Regions from separate parts of the Mus musculus genome. Here region 1 is linked to region 2. The links are chromatin contacts, called in public promoter capture Hi-C maps. All regions are on one chromosome and are shown on one strand. Each heading gives the region's core, a stretch centred on a gene start, on an enhancer-like site or on the middle of the called end of the contact. The rest is flanking DNA. Distances are from core to core; before and after follow the strand shown.

What was found. Capture Hi-C pulls out chosen DNA fragments and counts their contacts.
Region 1: a contact with region 2 is called in a promoter capture Hi-C map of adipose tissue. The contact joins two enhancer-like sites. A contact is called at or near these places in 8 of 39 promoter capture datasets (the C10 cell line, the HPC-7 cell line, the SN4741 cell line and 5 more), 1 of 15 datasets of contacts at CTCF or cohesin (embryonic stem cells), 5 of 484 Hi-C or Micro-C datasets (the HL-1 cell line, cerebral cortex, embryonic stem cells and 2 more), 10 of 115 datasets of contacts at active chromatin or transcription factors (craniofacial prominence, embryonic basal ganglia, embryonic forebrain and 7 more) and 2 of 9 other capture datasets (adipose tissue and liver).

Annotation. Positions count from the first base shown.
Region 1 is chr12:112,446,802-112,452,633 of GRCm38.p6, reverse strand. No RefSeq gene overlaps it. Among named protein-coding and RNA genes, the nearest start is that of B020018J22Rik, 14 kb to the right of the region's middle. Within about 2 kb of position 3,338, at least 51 of the 459 cell types and tissues checked have an H3K27ac peak or open chromatin away from gene starts, as enhancers often do. A contact at or near this core is called in adipose tissue, where this site is marked.
Region 2 is chr12:112,118,779-112,123,962 of GRCm38.p6, reverse strand. It overlaps Aspg (asparaginase), which reads right to left. Exons shown (of 15, transcript NM_001081169.1): 7 at 3,897-4,009; 8 at 2,916-3,098; 9 at 2,697-2,810; 10 at 2,100-2,213; 11 at 924-1,019; 12 at 510-673. Among named protein-coding and RNA genes, the nearest start is that of Mir203, 9.5 kb to the left of the region's middle. Within about 2 kb of position 2,197, at least 6 of the 459 cell types and tissues checked have an H3K27ac peak or open chromatin away from gene starts, as enhancers often do. A contact at or near this core is called in adipose tissue, where this site is marked.

The DNA.
Region 1 (5,832 bases), core at 2,089-4,588, 330 kb before region 2:
AAGTGGATAGCATACTTACACTAACCAAGGGTCTGTTTTATTAAGTATTTTAAAACCTAGCAGGTCAGACTGCAACTTGGTGCTCAAGTTGCCCGTGAGAGAAACTGGGATCTCACGACTCTGTAAAAAGAAAGAATGTGTGAACCCAAGCGCCCCAGCCTGCCTTCCAAAACCAAACCGAACCAGACAAACAAGAGCCCGAACTCAGGGCTAGCAGCAGACAGAGACAGCAAAGGTCAGAGACCCACAGAGTAGAAAGCAACGGAGAAAACAGGAAGGCAGGCAGGACCCCTGATATGGCTGCATAACCCCATGGTGGGGAGCATAGCGGCACTTAGGTCACATCCGTCAGCAAGGAGCGAGAGGGAGAATTGTTCAGCTTAGGAATAAGGAAGGTGAGCTCACTGCAGGGTTTTTACAAATATTAAAAGGATAATGAAGACTGTTGAGAATTTTATGCCATTGTGTTTGGTAACTTTTATGAAATGAGCATATTCCTTGAAGGTACAGACTGCCAGAACGGAGTCAGCAACAGCAGGGGGCAGGGGAGATGTGTCCTAACAGAGTTCTATTGCCTGAAGACACACCATGACCACGGCAACGCTTATGAAGGAGCGAGCGCATGTAACTGGGCCCTGCTTGCGCTTTCAGAGGCTTTGTCCATTATCCTCATGGTAAGGAGCATAGCAGCGCCCAGACAGACGTGGAGCTGTATAAAATGAATTATTTGTAATATAGTGTGAGTAATGAATTAACCTGGCGACTGGGTTTCTTACCCCAATAACCACACAGAGAAATCAAGATTTGTTTCAATCTACACCTCAATACTGGGCAGATAAAAGATTTATAATAACCCTTAAGCTAATCTGGCTCCCTCCCAGCCCCATCCCAGGATACTTGCATATTATTATTGATCTGGATCTTTGGGCTTCAGATGTTTTTTCTCATGGTGTCTTTTCAGACCCTCTCCTCCTCAGGGCTGATCTGAATCTCCCTCCCCTTCCTCACTCTCTCTCCCTCCTCCCCCTGGCTGGCAGATAGCTACCCTTTTCTGTCTTCTGCCCAGCCATTGGGTCATCAACAGTTATTGACAGGTCAGAGAGCAAATGGTAAGAATTGTTTCACAAAGTGGAGACAGGGGATTCTTGGTATAAGCATTACAAGGCTGTGTTCAGCAAGAGACAATATATGGGGACAGAGAAATCGTCATTTGAGAAACTCAAGGACAACCTTGATACACTGTACCAAGCAGTGTGCTCACAGAGCTGGAGACGTAGCTGAGAGTTTTACATCTGGATCCTCAGGTAGCAGGCAGGGGGAGAGAGCCACTGGGCCTGGCTTGGGCTTCTGAAACCCTCAGCCCATCCTCAGGGACACTCTTCCTCCCACAAGGTCACACCTGCCCCAATAAGGCCACACCTTCTAATCCCTTCAAATAGTGCCATTCCCTAGTGACCAAGCATTTGAATCGATGAGCCTACGAGGGGCATTCATATTCAAACCACCACAAGGTGGCGCAGCGTTCAGAACACTGGCTGCTCTTGCTGAGGACCCTGTTCAGTTCCAAGAGCCCACGTGGCAGCCCACCACGTGTAACTTCAGTCCCAGGGATCCAGCACCACCTTCTGGCCCCTTCTGGCACTCAACACACAAGCAGTGTGCTTGCACACACATACAGTGGACACATACATGCAAGCAAGACATCCATACACATAAAATAAGCTTTAAAAAATTGGGGTGAACTATGAAGTTTCTCTTGCGCATGCGCGCATGCGTGTTTATTTTCTGTGCGGCTCCACGCAGCACTCCTTCCGTGTGACAACTAAGAGTGTCTGCAGGCACTACTGCCTGTCCTCAGAGCAGTCACTCTCAGATGAGAACAGTCTTGAAGATGCCAGGACAAGCTGGTGTTCAGTGACCCATGAGTGTGCTGTCCGTAGTCCCTGGCTCTGTCTGATTTGGGGACAGGAGAATGGTTTTGATGCTCCTGTCCACCGTGGTACCCCGACTCTGGCTGTTCTGTGTGCAGTGAGCTCAAGGAAGGACAGCTGCCCTGCCCCAAATCCGTGGCTTTCAGGAAAGCTCCTTGCTTCTGCGCAAGGATCCCCAGGTCTCTATGTTCCTGGGGATGGCTCCATTCTGTGTAAATGGAACTGCTGTGACCCTAACCCCAACAGAGCAACCTGATCCAGATTTGACCAAAAGGGAAACATCTCAGCCCAAACTCAGCCCATACGCTAATGCAAGATGCAGGACAGGGAGGCCACTGAGCCAGCAACAAGGTGGATACAGAATACTATGCAGTTACCATCCCGACACTTCCCCCAAAGCTTGACCCTCGAAGGAAAATGGGCTTTGAATAATGTAAATGTGCTCTTGGAAAACGAGAAGAGGGCATGGAAGGGTGTCCTGCTTGGGCTGCCCGCTCTGTGGGCAGGTCACCTCTGGAAGGCACTGTTGAAAAGTGAGGGCAGGTAATAACATGACTGGAGATGTCCCGTGGGGGCTGCCGGCCTGGGATGCATGCAGCCAGCCTCTGGGATGGGCCCTCTGTGGGAAGGCTGGTCCTGGGTTCTGGGCGGAAAGTGGGGAACAAGATCATGGAAGCTTCCATGTAATCGAGTCCGGCTGTCTGTACCGATAGTTACAGAGTCTATTGTGTGGCTTCCTGTTGCTGCTGACCTAATTTTCTGAAAGCCCAGCATACAGCAGGAGGCTTCCTGGCTGGTTGGAGTGGAAAGAGATCTGTTTTCCAGGCTGCTGGCCTCGGGCTGTGGGTTAAAGTGTTTATATACACGTCCTGTCCATTTTGTATATTCAACCTCTCATGTTGCACTTAGAAATTCTACAAAGAAACCTCGGCACGAAGCAATCAGAAAACAAACAGCCTGATTAACAATGGGGAGAGATCTGGAGAGACAGCTCACCACAGAGGACAGACAGATGGCGAGTGAGCACGTGAGAAGGCGTTCACAGCCGTTTGTTACGATGGAATTGCAAATTCAAACACAGAGATGCCACCACACACAGATTAAAAGGGAAAAAAAAAACCCAAACCCAAAACAAAACAAAAACTTAACAAAACTGCCAGCCCTGACTGAGCATGTCAAGCGACAGGAATGACTGGGCACGGCTGGTGAGGTGCAGCGTGGTACAGCCACTGTGGAAACTAGTTTGGCATTTTCTTACAAAGTACACACTCTCCTGCCAGAAGACCCAGCAACTGCTCTCTGTGTTCATCTGACTGATTTGAAAACTTACGTCAACACAAAGGGCTCCACATGAATGTTTACACCAGCTTTCTTCACAAGCGCTCCAACAGGAAGCAGCCTCAGGCCGCCAGCAGGTGCAGAGGTAAACACCCCCGCATCTATAGAGGGAGCACCCAGGAAAGAGCCAACACTAGTCCCCAGGGCACAGAAACACACAGCCGGGCACAGAAGCCAGTCTGAAGAGGCTGCGTGCGAGATCGTTCTGAGTGTGTCTTCTCCGCTTTTGAGGTGGAAGACTGGAGACTTGAGTTCAAGTCCCAGGACTCAGCTAAAGGTGGAGGGAGGGAGCTAGGCTGCCCTTTGACCTCTTCATGCACACTGTGGCATGTGTGCACATGCACACACATCAGGCACACACACACTAATCAAAAAACCCCAACTCTTTAAAGACTCCAACTTTGTCACTTTGCAAAAGGTGAAATCATGCTCAGAAGAGACCCGAGGCTTCCGAGAACTGAGGAGTGTGTTAGCTTTCTTATCACTGCGACAACACAGTTAAAAGACGAAGCTTGTATTCTAGGTTGGGGTCTATTACAGCAGGAAGGTATGGTGGAGCTCTTGGTTCTGTGTGCTGCAGACGCCTCTTGCTTCACAGTGGATCAGAAAGCAGAGAACTCAGCACAAGTGGGGGCCACCTTCAAAGGTGCACACCCCAGTTAACTACTTCTGCCAGTCAGGCCCCACCTCCTAAATGTTCCAGTCTCTCAAAAACGTTCTACCAACTGGGTAGCAGATGTTAAAAAACACAAGATTGTGGGGATTTCAGATTCAAACTGTACAAAGGAGAAGAGAGGGATCAAGATGGAAGCCAGCCATGAAGACGTTCTGTGCCCAGGGAAGCATGGTCTGCTACATTTTTCAAAATGCACAGGACTGACTCTGTAGCCAAGGGCAACTATTCAATGTGCGTGTTAAAATGTTACATAGGGGACTGAGAATAGTTCTCAGTGGTTAGGAGCCCTGGCTGCTCTTCCAGAGGACCCAGGTTCGATTCTCAGCATCCACATGGCAGTGCACAACTGTCTGTAAGTCCAGTTTCAGCGCATCCAGTATCATCTTCTAGCAAGCGCCAGACATGCACAGACAAACCTGCAGACAAAACGCTAATACACATGAAAATAACCGAGAGGGAGGGGGGAGAGGGAGAGGGAGAGGGAGAGGGAGAGGGAGAGGGAGAGGGAGAGGGAGAGGGAGAGGGAGAAGGAAGTGAGAGATGGGGGAGAGGAAGGAAGAGGGAGAGGGAGAGGGAGAGGGAGAGGGAGAGGGAGAGGGATCCCATTACTTAGGATATAAGGAATCTTAGGATGGGCCTAGCGCTGCACCTAGTGACATTGCTCATGTGTGTGTAGATCGGGTTCACTGCAGGAGCAGAGCAGGGACTGCCAAGGCCACTTGGGAAGTAAATAGAATCTGTAAAACTAAAGGCAAGAGGGCACCACACCCCCCGCAGATCATTTGGCAATGTGCTTCCACAGGAGTGGAGATTCCAGGGACACCAGTCCACCCCCCCCCCAACACACACACAAGTTGAAAGACTGAATGGACGGTACAGGTTGAGTCAGGCTTCTTTCTCCTGATGCAGCAGACAAAGAAAGGAGACAGAGTGATCCATGAGGCAGGGAACTGGCTGGAACATCAATATGAACTCGTGTTACTGCAATGTAGGGAAGTTCAGAAGAACAGATCTGATATCTGCATCTTACAAAAGGGAATTTATTACATTGCCTTACATGGTATGAGCTGAGTAGTCCTAGAATGGCCATTTGCATGCTGCAGAGGCCAAGGGCCTGGTGGCTCCTCAGTTCACAAGTCTGGATGCCTCGGCAGTTCCAGTGTCATGGTGAAGGTCTGGAGGATGTCTGGAGAGCAGCTGGTCTTTTTTATTGGGTGGAGCTTGAGCATATATATGACCTCAAAGCCCTCCTCCGCAGTGACACCCTCCAACAAGGCCACACCTCCTCCAGTGAGGCCACTCCTTCTAACTGTGTTACTCTCTATGGCCAGGCATTCAAATACATGAATCTATGGGGCCAAAGGTATTCAAACCACCACACCCTGTAAGTTTGTTTGTTTGTTTGTTACTTTTCCTGTGATTAAATGCTTGACAAAAAGCAACCCAAGGGAGGAAGGGTTTATTTTGGCTCACAGTTCACAGTTCAGTTGAATGAAGTCCATGATGGGGAGGAAGGCATGGTGGGTATGGCTAGGTCAAGCATGGTGACCAGGAAGTAGAGAAAGTGACCTTTGCTGCCTACATTCAGAGTGGGTCTTCCCTACCCAGTTTAACTTCTCAGAAAACACCTTCTGAGTCTCCTGGAGGTGTGTCTCCTAGGTGACTCCGAACCCCAGCAAGCTGACAGTCCAGATTAACCACACACTCGTCTCTCTTCGATTCTCTGTTTTACTAACTCGATTTGATTTCACGTCTTATCACCTCTCGTCTCTTTAACTCTCATGTCTCTCTTGGCTTCTCCTGTCACCTGTGTCATAACCAGACGGGCTCAAAGCCCGGCCCCTGCTCTGCTGTGTTTCTGCATCTCTGAGGTCTGTTGCTCCCGTG
Region 2 (5,184 bases), core at 948-3,447:
GCCTTCCTGCATGAGACGGGAGAAATTGGCAGGCTTGAGGGCACCTCAGGGTCCTGTCTCCTTTCCCTTACAGGATGTTGGGCAATGCCCAAACACCCACACTCTCTTAGCATGTCCAGGGCAGAGCCTGGCAGGCAGGACTGGAGAGGACAGGTTGAAGTGGCTATCTTTCCACATGGGGTGAGGAGGGCCAGTTGGGGACCCTCCACCCAGGTCACCTATGCCTGTCACAGCCCCTCTGCCAGCTTTTTTTCTGCCAGATCTTGGGAAACACGGATGACTGGAGGTCACCAGGAACTCCTCACACTTCGTCAGCGGTATTCTCCTTTCGGAGACACTGCCAGCGTCTTCTGAGGCCACCTCCTCCATGTAGCCCTTCCAGATTGCCCCACGGAAATATGCCTCCTTCACTGACCCTGTTTGTGTTCCACCCGATCTTTGTCCCCATCAGACAAGCGTCCGCCGTGCAGCTGCCCACATGCCCATGGCAGCACCCAGGCCCCTGGTACCTGCCCCTCACGGCCAGCAATAGTGGGCTCTGACCATCCTCATTACGGGCATCCACATCCGCACCCCTCTGCAGCAGCATGGTAACCACTGCGGCATGGCCCCTCCGTGCAGCCACATGCAGTGGGGTTTGACCACTATAGTCCTTCAGGTTTAGGTCTCTGTCCTAGGATGACACAAGGGCACAAGGCCTCAAAACAGGGCTAGGACAGGTCAGGTGAACCACCTAGAGGACTGGAAGGATGAGAGTTCACAGGTCCACCCCTACACCATCTTCCAGCAAGGCCCTGGGGCTGGGATGCAGGCCCCATTGCCCAGTGTGGCTTAGGAGCATTAGTGAGAACACCTGGGGAGGGTGTTCTGCCCGTGTGAGCGGCGTCCCACCCACTAGCTTGGTCCCTCAGTGGGGAACTCACCAGTTCCACAAAGGCCTGCAGGGTGTCCAGGTCACCAGCGTGAGCTGCAGCCAGGGCCAGGCCGGGCAGAAGAACATCCTTCATGGTATCAGCCTCCTGACAAAAAGGCAATGGTGACATGGGCCACTGCCATGCTTTGAGGCACTGAGTATTCACAGGATAAGAACAGAAAGAGCCAGCAGTACCTTGTCTATGTGAACCCATCTCTCCACAGGAGGAAGGTACCCAAATCACCCCACTGGAGGGCTCTGGCAGGAGTCCCCGTGCCCACCTGCCCCCACAGCCTGGAAGCAGAGACCAGGCTACCACCTGTTTCCCTCTATCTGCTATCTGTTCCATTTTCTGCCTCCCTCCGCTGCAGACAGGAAGAGTCACAGGTCATTCCTTGGGAGAGCATGAGAAATGGTGCAGGGTCCCCCCTCCCCCACACACATCAGAAAGGCATCAATGCACAGTATTCCTGGAAGGGCTACCGTCCCACTGCCCAGTCCCCCAGGGGTCCTCCAAGGCCCTGGAAAGTCTTCAAAGTGCCACTTTGTCCAGCGTCCATGCTGGCCCTAATCACAGCTTCAGGCCAGCAGGGCCCTAGAGGGACGAGGAACCTCATCACACAGTCACCCTAATGACGGGCCATACCCACAGGCAACAAGGAGTCATTAGCCACCTGGCTCATAAGGTAACTCTGCAGGAGCCACTTGCTGGGCTCCTGGGCCCTCTGTTTCCTCACCCCTGCTAGGGTCTGCGCACTCAAGTACTGAGGGCAGAGGAAAGCTTGGGGGTTAGACCACATTCCAAGGTGCCCGTGTGTAGCCTGGAACCCTTAGCTCAGAGTCCTGAAGAGACCCCAGTCAGCCCTGACTCTTCAGCACCAGGACAGACAGCAGGACAGACAGCATCCCACCTTGCTTAAGCTCACCCCAGTCTGAGGTCCAAGCCAGCAGGACGTGTCCTGACCACAGCAGCCCCTGCTTGGCGGCTCCATCTTTTCTATCTCCACACAACAGACAGGTCCCTTTCCTGACTCTGCCTTGAAATCCCTCTAAGTCCTCACCATGCACCCCAGAGCTTCTTCCTGGTCCCCTCCTAGGCCAGAATGACAGTACAGGAGATGGATGGTAGGTTCTGCCATCCCCCGAGTGTGTTCACCCTGCCACTCCCACACAACGCAGCTGGTACCTGGCTGCCATTCATACTGAGAAGCCAAGCTACCCTGCAGCCCAGCATGCCATCCTGCAGCAAGACATCTGTTGCAGGCAGCGTCATCTCCCCACGAAGATCCTTGGCCAGCAGCTGGAACAGAAGGATATGGAGGCTTAGCCACCACCGGACCGGGGAGTCCAGACTATTTGGAATGACCTGGATCCCACAGGGAGTTGGGCCTGACAGAGGTCTGATATTCCACCTCTGTGACACCCTGCAAGGGCTTAGTGTGACCCACAATGCCCACAGAAGGCTAACACTGCCCTCTCTCCCTAAAAACTCTAGGTTTCCTAAGACTTCAGCCAGGGCTTGGCAGCCTACAGGCCTGGAGCGCTCTGTAGGAAGTGGGAGGCAGGGCAGGGTGTCAGGAGCAGTGGGGGAGGGATACTGAACTGGTACCCAGAATCCAAGACTCCCCAGAGAAGGCTAGGGTGTGGCCTGGATGAACTGGGTCAGCACTGGCCCTATCTTCCCTTCCACTTCCAGAACACAGACACTCCTCCTAGCCCTCTCAGTAGTCAGCAGGTATTCATGTGCTCTCGGGAGTGCTCCGAGTCCCAAGGGTACACCCACCTTCTTCCTGTCATTCAGGCTCAGCCCTGGCTGGCCCAGCACATAGGACAGTTTGGCCAGGGCAGCCTCTGATGTCATGTCGAAGCCCGAGACTATGCCAGCTCCTGCCATGGCCTGTAGAGGAACCAGGAAAGGAGGCTGGCCCTGGGACCGCCACAGCGAAAGGGAAGCAGAGTCCAGATACCCTCCCTTTGTCCCAGGCCCACTTTCCACCCCTACCATGCCAGATGCATAGTCCGAAGTCACAGCCCCCTGAAGGCAATGGGTACAGTTGACAATGATCAGGCCTTGTTCGGCCGCCACCCGAAGCTCCTGTAGTAGGTCTGGCTTGGTGGGCCCATTCCCAGAGCCGAAGGTCTCCATGACCACGCCTTTCAGTGGGGGCTGGAGGAAGGTCCGGACCTGGGCAGGGAGCACAGATTTGGGAGTGTTTTCACTGGAAAGAACAACAGGGCTTATCCTATAGGCTTCCTAACTATCTGACTTCCCTCTCATGGTAAGCAGGGTCTCTCTGACTGTGGGGCGAGCTGAGCCTCAATAATTCCCCCTACCCCTCCAGTGTTAGCTTAGAGAACCAGGGCTCCTGACACTGAAGACCCTCAGAATGGGCCCTGCCCAGACTCCTCCAGGCAGGACAACTACATTCAAGGACAGAGGAGAGTTTTGTGTCCTATCAGCTGTAACAGGTAAGGGGGGCACCGCAGACATCACAAGAAGAGCCAGTTCAGAGGGCTGAAGACAGGAAGAAAAAGAAAAGGCAGAGAGAGAGGCAGCGGTGGGTGGGGTGGGAGGAGTACAATCAGGCCAGCCTGAGCTACATTCTAAGACCTGGCCAGAAAGAAAGCAGGAACAGTAGAAAGCAGAGTCCCTGGGGACACTCCCAGCCAGCCTCAGAGTGGCATCCTAAAGGTGGCACCAGGTGACCACACACATCCCCATGTGTCCACAAGCCCATACCCAGCCCAGATGCTCAGCCTCCCACCTTCAATCAATCAAGACTTCATCCCAGGAAGAGCGGAGCTCAACTAAGAAGGCAAGGCTGCCCAAACGGGTAAAGCCATCGCTCTGTGAAGACCTTGGCCTGAGCAAGGCCACCAGGGTGCAGGGAAGTAAGACCACAGTTCCAGGGAGCCCTGGAGGTATGAGGGCACGGGAGCCGTGGAGGGCACTGTAGGACAGAAGGCTCTAAGGTTTCCCTACCAGGGAGGCGGGAATTCCAGGGTAGAGGCGCAGTAGGCCCACGTCAGGCTCCATGCTACTGTGGACCACCAGATGGCTCTTCCCGCAGGCCTTCCGTACCAGCTCACGGTTGACTGAGGACAGAGAAAGGTCTCCATGGGTGAAAGCTCCAGCTGAGCCCCCAGACCTCCTCCAGTTTGTCTTTCTTGCCCACCCTCTTGTTCATCCTCCTCCAGGAATCAAATCAGCCCTGGTCTCCCTCAGGCAGGCACCTCAGTTCATAGCAATCCCATGGCCTGGGGGTGTGTGTGGGGTGACGTTAGGAGAAAGGTCAGTGGCCAAGCCAACCGGTGGTGACACAGATGGGGACGAGGTCTATGGGGCTGAGGGTTGGGGATGGCGGCTAACAGGGATGGGGAAGGAAGACTCCCAGTCAAGCCTGACTAAGCTGAAGGAAAAGTGTGTGGGGTGGGGACCGCACACCAGGCAAAGGGACTGGCGTATGCAAAGGCCGGATGGAGCAGCAGTCTGCTAGTCCCAGAGGAAGTCCAGCGGCTCCCTCTGATCAGACAGTCTGGCTTGTTGCCCTCTTGCTGAATACTGGGGACCCTCTCTGCCCACCAGCCGTCAAGTCAATTGGCTGATCTTCTCAAGCTGTGCCTTTAAAGAAAGCAAGCCTCCATCTCTTTACCCCACAATTCAGGGGGCTTACTAGGGCCCATCCCCCCTCCCATCCAGGTGCTGAGTAATGGCAGAATCCCAGGCCTAAACAGGGAAGGGAGGGGTAGGAATTTGGGGTCAGCACCCCTCAAACAGAGCCAAGCCAGGGAACCTTCCAAAGGAGCAATTGTCCACAGGGTTAAAGGCCACTGTGAGGTCACACCCAGGCACCCAGGCCACACGGGCAGGAACAGGCATGGCAAGTTATCGCTTGAACTTCATCAATCCTGGGCACCCAGAAGCCCCCAGGCCAACAGAGGTGGGATGTTGGTGGCTTCCCTGTAATAGATTGCAACAGGGGATCCTCTAGTCCAGCCTAGGAAAACTGAGTCCTGGAGAGGGGATGGTAGCCTTGAGGTGCCAAGCACGGAGCCAGGACAAGACCACAGCTCCAGGACCTCCTCCAAGACTGTCCACCCTCGCTGTCATCCTGACCTTGTGCTACGTGAGGGGGTCATGAACTCAGGAGGTCTACAGACAGAGCATCCACATGTGATAATCAACTTGACAGTATTCTGGACACACACTGAAGGGTGAGGGGTGGGGGTGGGGCAAGAGAGGGAGCAGAACCCTCAACTGCACACCCTAC